2 separate regions of the Sus scrofa genome follow, and region 1 is linked to region 2. A link is a contact called in public HiChIP or PLAC-seq data. All regions are on one chromosome and are shown on one strand. Each heading gives the region's core, a stretch centred on a gene start, on an enhancer-like site or on the middle of the called end of the contact. The rest is flanking DNA. Distances are from core to core; before and after follow the strand shown.

Region 1 (3,400 bases), core at 488-2,987, 52 kb after region 2:
AAAGATATGCATGAATGGGTTTATTTATTTTAAAATAAATATTTTACCTTTTTAAAATATAAAGTAAAATTTGGGAAGCTCCCATGTGGTGTGGTGGGTTAAGGATCCAGTGTTGCCACAGCTGTGGCACTGGTTCAGTCCCTGGCCCAGGAACTTCCGCATGCCGTGGGTGTGGCCAAGTAGTAGAATAAAAATGAAAATTTAAATAAATGTAATTTTGTTAATTTCAGACACTAAAGTACTCAGTAATATTTTCATTGATGAGGAATTCTGGAACTCTAGGGAAATTGTAGTTCCTCTAAGAATCTGTTTCATTTTTCTTGTTTTTGGCAGCAAGAGCTATTTAACGTCCCATATTTCCCTTTTCGCTTTGACTGCCAGGAAGCTTGAGGCAAATTGAAGGTCTACTAGAATCTGTTTAAGTCTTTCTGGCCTGCATATTTGCATTATTAATCTACCTCATTTTGACTTTCTAACCTAATTTCCCCCCTTGTTCTCATATAAATTTTTTATTCTCCTGATGCGTTTTACTGTAAGATGCCTCATCTTTTGTGAATTGAGACTGTGTACAAAAATAAATAGATTTCAGTGTTCCTTTCACCAAATCTAGCTAGATACATATATAAATATACTTGTACACAAATATGTAGCAGCAGTTAGCAGAAAGTTGCTAACTTACAGCTGGGTTCTGTTTCCAATTATTTTTTTGTTCAGATTAGCTTTTAACCTGAAAGCTTCTGTGGTAGAAACAGACAAGGTACTCTCCCAGAACATAAGAGATTATTTACCATAAAATGTAGCTATGAAACTTTAGACAGGGACCACCATTTACAACCAATTTTGAAAGAAAATAGATTGTGTTCCAATGGAAGAGGTTGAGAAGTTCACCCCATGACATGAATTCCCTACTGCTCCCACCCAGTTCCCAGATCTTTCTCCAGCTCTTCGGCTTCACCTCCTTCCTTCCATTTACACTGTTAGGAACTCTAGTGATAATTGTTGTCCGGCAGTGTAACGTAAGTGGGGGCTTCTGACCCTTCCAAGGGTCAGAAGAGGTGATCCAAACTTAACAAGACCCATTTAGCTGTGGTGGCAGGTCCTAGGAGCATTCATGATGATGCTGTGGAAAGGGCTGGGGACTTTGGGAGGATGGCAGCAGGTGTGAATGTGGGGTTTCAAAGTCGAACAACTGGAAAAATGGGGTGGGGTAGGTACAGAAACCTCTTTTCTCCCACCATTTTTTGAAGCCCTGCTGGGGTCCCTTTGCTAAGATTCGTATTTGTTTAAGCCTACTTGGGGGTCAGGGAAGGGAAGTTATCTGTGATCTCAGCTTCTCTCATCCAGTTAGCTGCTTAGTCATTGGGCTTTTTCTCTGCCCTCCACCAAGGTCATCCATTTGCCACTTAGTCATTAAGTCCCTAGCTGTGATTTCCCCCTTACCATAGTTTGTGTTCAATAAATTCTGTTAAAGTACGTGGGATTTTTGGGGAGGTGATTTGTCGCTAGTTTCATTTCCTTTAAAAATAGTGTTATCTTCTTCGTCCCTTCTGGTTTGGGGGTCAGTTGCTTTGTCTACTGAGAGGATCGCTTTCTATAGATTTAACAGTATGAAATTTAACCTGCTAGATTAGGGAGACCAACAAGAAAAGGAAAGGCCTATACCTGGAATTTTAGTGACTTTGATAGGAGGATTTTTTTTTAAAAAAAAAAATTCCCTTTTAACCACAGAACTCCTCCATTGGAAAGGATTCTGAAAGAAATGAAGAAAACCATCAGAAATGAAGTCAGTACCCTCGTGGGCTTCTGTTGACTGGACTAGATTTCTCTTACTGCCGTTCCTTGGAATGACACTGTACAGAATGTCGGCTGAGGTCATCCATCAGGTGGAAGAAGCACTTGATGAAGATGAGAAGGAGATACTTCTTTTTTTGTGCCGAGACATTGCTGCAGATGTGGTTCCACTTAATGTCAGGGACCTTCTGGATATTTTAAGAGAGAGGGGAAAGCTGTCTCTTGTGAGCCTGGCTGAGCTGCTCTACAGAGTCAGGCGGTTTGACTTGCTCAAGAGGATCTTGAAGATGGACAGACGGACAGTGGAGGCCCAGCTGCTCAGGCACCCTCATCTTATTTCAGACTATAGGTAATTCCTCAGCCCTTCCCGAGACTGGACTGGTGGGAGGGAGGGAGGAGGTCTGGACTTGAGCATCATAGAAATGAGGACAGTGGGGAACAGCAGCCGCATTCCTTTCTCAACCCACTGCTCCTACTGCCGTGTTGCTGCTGCTTCATTCCTCTGAACTCCTTGAACTTTTGGGACGTGTTTGCTTAAAGTACTTGGGTAGAATCAACTGAATGAAAGGAGAAGGGCTGGATGGATGGGTTTGCCCGAAGAGTGGGGTGAGAGAAAGGAATGACTAAGAGCTAGTTCTCTTAAAATGGCTTCTGATTGCGAGATCTGCTGTGTTCTTTGCTAGCTTGATTTTCTGTGATGTCAGCGCCTGGCAATTTCCCCACCGAGAAAGGAAATAACAAGTCTGACAGTAATCTTCCTGACCTTTGTAAAGCTTTGTTAACCCTCCTGAGTCCCCATGGGTCAGTCTTTCCCCTGCTGAGGAAGTTAGTGGGGTTGGCTCACTTTCTGTGCGTTTCTGTAAGGTTCCTGTTCATGCAGGTGCTGGGGACCCCAGATTGAACATACCCTCAATCAGCCACCTCTAGGTTCCCTTCAGTCCAGAGAGGAACGGCTGCTGGAGTCCCCTTGAGCTGTTCCTTCCTTCTGTTCACACAGCAGGCTCTTGGTGGTTCAGAGGAGCACAGAAGCCACTGTGGGAAAGAAAGAGAATTTGTAACCTTAAATTAGTGATTCCTTTCTCACCAGCCTTTAGTTATATCAATCATGTGTATGTTGAATTACCGCTGTGGTGAAACAGGATCGGTGACAACTCTGCAGTGCCAGGATGCAGGTTCGATCCCCAGCCCGGCACAGTATGTTAAGGGGTCCAGCATTGCCACAGCTGTGGCTCAAATCTGATCCCTGACCCTGGAACTCTGTATGCTGCGGGGTGGCCAAAAAATTAAAAAAATTTTTTTTAAAAATATGTATTTGGAGATGACATGCATGATTAAAAACTATATGAAAGCGAGTTGAAAGCACTGTGGGCCTTGGGACGTGTCTGAGGCTTGAGGTCCAAAGGCCTGTTTGAAGCCTCAGAACCATCTGTTACAAGGCATTGAGGCTGAGCCAGCCACTGCCATCGGTTGGGCCTTCATTTTCCTACTCCTAAAGCAAAGAATAATAATAGCTGATTTCACAAGTATGGCTGTGAGGCTCAACTGTGATAATTTAGCATGTGAAGTACTTTTTAAAAGCAGGAAGCATGCTACAGATGCAAGGGTTTAT
Region 2 (3,441 bases), core at 297-2,796:
GTTTTTCATAGTCTGTCATTTCATAATACACACTGAATGGAATTCCTATTTTAATTCTACATTTCATTGTGCAAAAAATGAATTAAAAAAACTAAAAAAAAAAAACCCACGATGATGTACAAGTAATTATGTCTATAAATGCATTTTACCTCTACTGGAGAGATACAAAGAACATACTTTTTAAACCCAAGAAATAAATAATTCATAAATAGCTTCTCAACTTACAGAGCAAATTACTTAAAAAGGTGATTCCCCCGGCAAAAAAAAAAAAAAAAAAAAAAAAAAAAAAAAAAAAACAGAAACAAAAAACCAAACGAATTCAGACCACCACCTTATTTTCACAGTCTCTAACTTTCATAATATTTAGGGGGTAAAAAAAAAAAAATCTACCAACTAATTATCTAGTCATTTTCCAACTTGCACTTACCTCGTAGTATATATAAGTTCTTGAGGCTCTCCACTTTCCTGAAGATTAAAAAAAAATTTTTTTTAAATTAGCCTTGACCCTCAAAACAAATTCACGAACTATAAAACGTGAACCTGGCCACGCTCATCTCAAACAAACATTATCTCTCAGCCCAAGTCCATATTTGGGATGAGCTCTTCGTGACTACTCTATCCTTCATGCTTCCTCGCCCACAGAGCCTGCCAGGGTAGAAAACAGTCAAAGCAGTGAAAAAAACTATTCTGACATATCAATAGGTTGCAAGATCTCTTCTTCCAGGAGGGCAACCTACTTGTTTGGGTAAATAACAGCCATGGATTACATAATGCACAGCTATGAAGAGTTTCAAGGATCTGACCGCCAGTAAATATTTCTTCTCCGCTCCCTCCGTCCCCACCCGGAGAAATGGCCCTACGAAGCAAGCCCTAGGATTTCTCTCAGGTGCCTGCAATGCCGCGTCCTCTTCTCTCTTGGAGCTTCATGCAAGGAGTCCTCCAGCCCTCATTAAACCGTCTTGCTCCCGCCTCTTTCCGGTCTCCGCCGGCGCCTCCGCAGCCCCCCACGCCCGAGGCCCCCACGTCGCCACTGGGCTCAGCCTCCACCCGCCTCGGCTGCTTTCTCTTCCTCACGACCCTCCCAAGCTGCTACCTGGTCTCTGAAAGGTTCCGGAACCACAAACACTCCAGCTACCGCCCTTTCCGAACCACCCACGTTAGATCCTCTCTATACTCCCTGCAGCCAGAGAAAAAGAAAATCCCTCTTTTCTGGTACTCCGTGTCCCCTAAAGACAGCGCCGCCGCCTACCTGTCACCCCGCTGCCTCCGGCTTCTTACCGCCACCGCCTCCCGCAGCAGCCTGCCAACTGCAGCGCAACAACCGGCCCTCCCATTGGGTGGGTCCACGCTCCAACAACAGCTCCGTTGATTGGAGAAAAATGGCCGCGGCCCTCCCTTTGTGCAGCGTCTAAAGATTCCGGTCTCCCAACAAAGACTCGTTGCTCTTCCCCGCCCTTGGGTCCTTCACTGTTTCTCTTACATCAGTCAGACTCCAGATGCACAGATATGCGGGGAAATTTCCCACTTCCAGCCATCTTCATGTCATCTCCACCTGGACCAGGAATCTGTGCCCCCAGGACCAGGGTATTAAAATTCTCCTCTGCTTTCCTGCCGTGAGGTACTCAAGGTGACAACTTCCGTTTCCGGTTGCCTCCGGCTGGAGGGTTGAATGTTGAGTGTCCTGAGAGGTCAGATTGCTGTCAGGTAAATTGGGGATTTGGTGGGAGATCTGTTGATCGAGAATAAGAATGAGACTCTATCCTGGGAACTGTCAAAAAGGAGAGACTAAATGAGGAAAGATGATGAGAATATGTAACTCAAAATTGAAGGAGATCGAAGAACTAGCAGCGGAGAACTATGAAGTCTTTGAGTTGTGAGAGGTGATTGTAGAAGGATGTAGTGAGAATCCTTGTGGTTGCTAGGTACAGATGCTATTTTTCCACTTCTGCCACTTGCAGCACCCCCTTGCCCCATGTTTTTTGGTTTACCAGCTCTCAAATTGAATATTTGTAAAATAGGAATAACTGTAATACCTGCCTTACCGTCATGCATAGTATAGGTTTGATTTAAGATTTTTCTGGTATGAATGTTTATGACATAATGTTAAAGTGAAAAAAAAGGGTACAAAACCACATCAATTTTTGCAGTGATTACTGTTTTTATTTATTTATTTATTTAGTCTTTTGAGGGCCGCACCCGTGGCATATGGAGGTTCCCAGGCTAGGGGTCTAATCGGAGCTGTTGCTGCCAGCCTAGGCCAGAGCCACCGCAATGCCAGATCCGAGCCTCGTCTGCGACGTACACCACAGCTCATGGCAACACGAGATCCTTAACCCTGCTGAGCGAGGCCAGGGATTGAGCCTGCGACCTCATGGTTCCTAGTCGGATTGTTTCCACTGAGCCAAGACGGGAACTACAGTGATTACTATTTTTAAATTGCATATATGCAGATAAAGGGGCTGGAAGAGACATCACATGTGAAAATAGATAATTTGTCTTTTGTGTTCTAATGTTACTACCGTATTCGCAGTTTTGGTTTTTTTTGTTTATTTGTTTGCTTTTTCTGTCTTTTTGCCATTTCTAGGGCCGCTCCCGCGGCATATGGAGGTTCCCAGGCTAGGGGTCGAATCGGAGCTGTAGCCTCCGGCCTACGCCAGAGCCACAGCAACGCAGGATCCGAGCCGCATCTGCAACCTACACCACAGCTCACGGCAACGCCAGATCGTTAACCCACTGAGCAAGGGCAGGGACCGAACCCGCAACCTCATGGTTCCTAGTCGGATTCGTTAACCACTGCGCCACTACGGGAACTCCCCGTATTCGCAGTTTTTAAAGTGAGGGGAAGTTAGGATATATACTTCAAAGTCTTTAGCAAACTGCGAAAATACTTATAGTGTAAGTGGAATTACTCTTTTTGTTTCCTTTCTAGGCAAAGTATGCCAGCCTTATTTAGTGAAAGTTGATCTCCACCAAACTTTTAGATAGAATGAGGTGAAAAAAAATCGTGATTACATGTTCTTTTCCTGTTGAACTAATTTCCTTGCTATTCTTATTTGAACAGCTCTGAAACTGAAATAATCGCCTCTTCTTAAGTCCTTGGCACAATTTAAGTCACTTTATCTAATTTTAGTTTTTATTGTGAAGTATGCATAACAGAAGGGTGTATAAAACATGAGTACATTTTTAAGAATTATAATTAAACAAACACTTGGTCACTACCCCTCAGGTTAGAAAATAAAGCATTGGCAAAAACTTAAACATGTATTCTCAACAGAGGTGATTGGCCTTCAAGGAGGTAAAAGTTGTTTCTTGTGGAGATGGGGTGAGAGAGCAAAAAAAAGAAAAAAATCCCTTGGATGATACAATGGTTTGAAATCCTTCAAAGAGCCATAGTACATAAACTGTGGTATTAAAATTTCATGGAGGGTGGGGTAGGGTGAG

What was found. HiChIP or PLAC-seq counts read pairs in DNA pulled down with a chosen protein or histone mark.
Region 1: a contact with region 2 is called in an H3K27ac HiChIP or PLAC-seq map of alveolar macrophages. The contact joins the promoter of CFLAR here to the promoter of NDUFB3 in region 2. A contact is called at or near these places in 1 of 5 promoter capture datasets (liver), 7 of 47 Hi-C or Micro-C datasets (alveolar macrophages, embryonic fibroblasts, epiblast stem cells and 3 more) and 2 of 2 datasets of contacts at active chromatin or transcription factors (alveolar macrophages and skeletal muscle).

Annotation. Positions count from the first base shown.
Region 1 is chr15:104,798,074-104,801,473 of Sscrofa11.1, forward strand. It overlaps CFLAR (CASP8 and FADD like apoptosis regulator), which reads left to right and starts at 1,738. Exons shown (of 9, transcript NM_001001628.1): 1 at 1,738-2,140. The coding sequence starts at 1,845.
Region 2 is chr15:104,746,289-104,749,729 of Sscrofa11.1, forward strand. NDUFB3 (NADH dehydrogenase [ubiquinone] 1 beta subcomplex subunit 3) reads left to right here and starts at 1,547. Exons shown (of 4, transcript XM_021075852.1): 1 at 1,547-1,704. FAM126B (a long non-coding RNA gene) reads right to left here and starts at 1,400. Exons shown (of 12, transcript XR_002339352.1): 1 at 1,250-1,400; 2 at 428-465.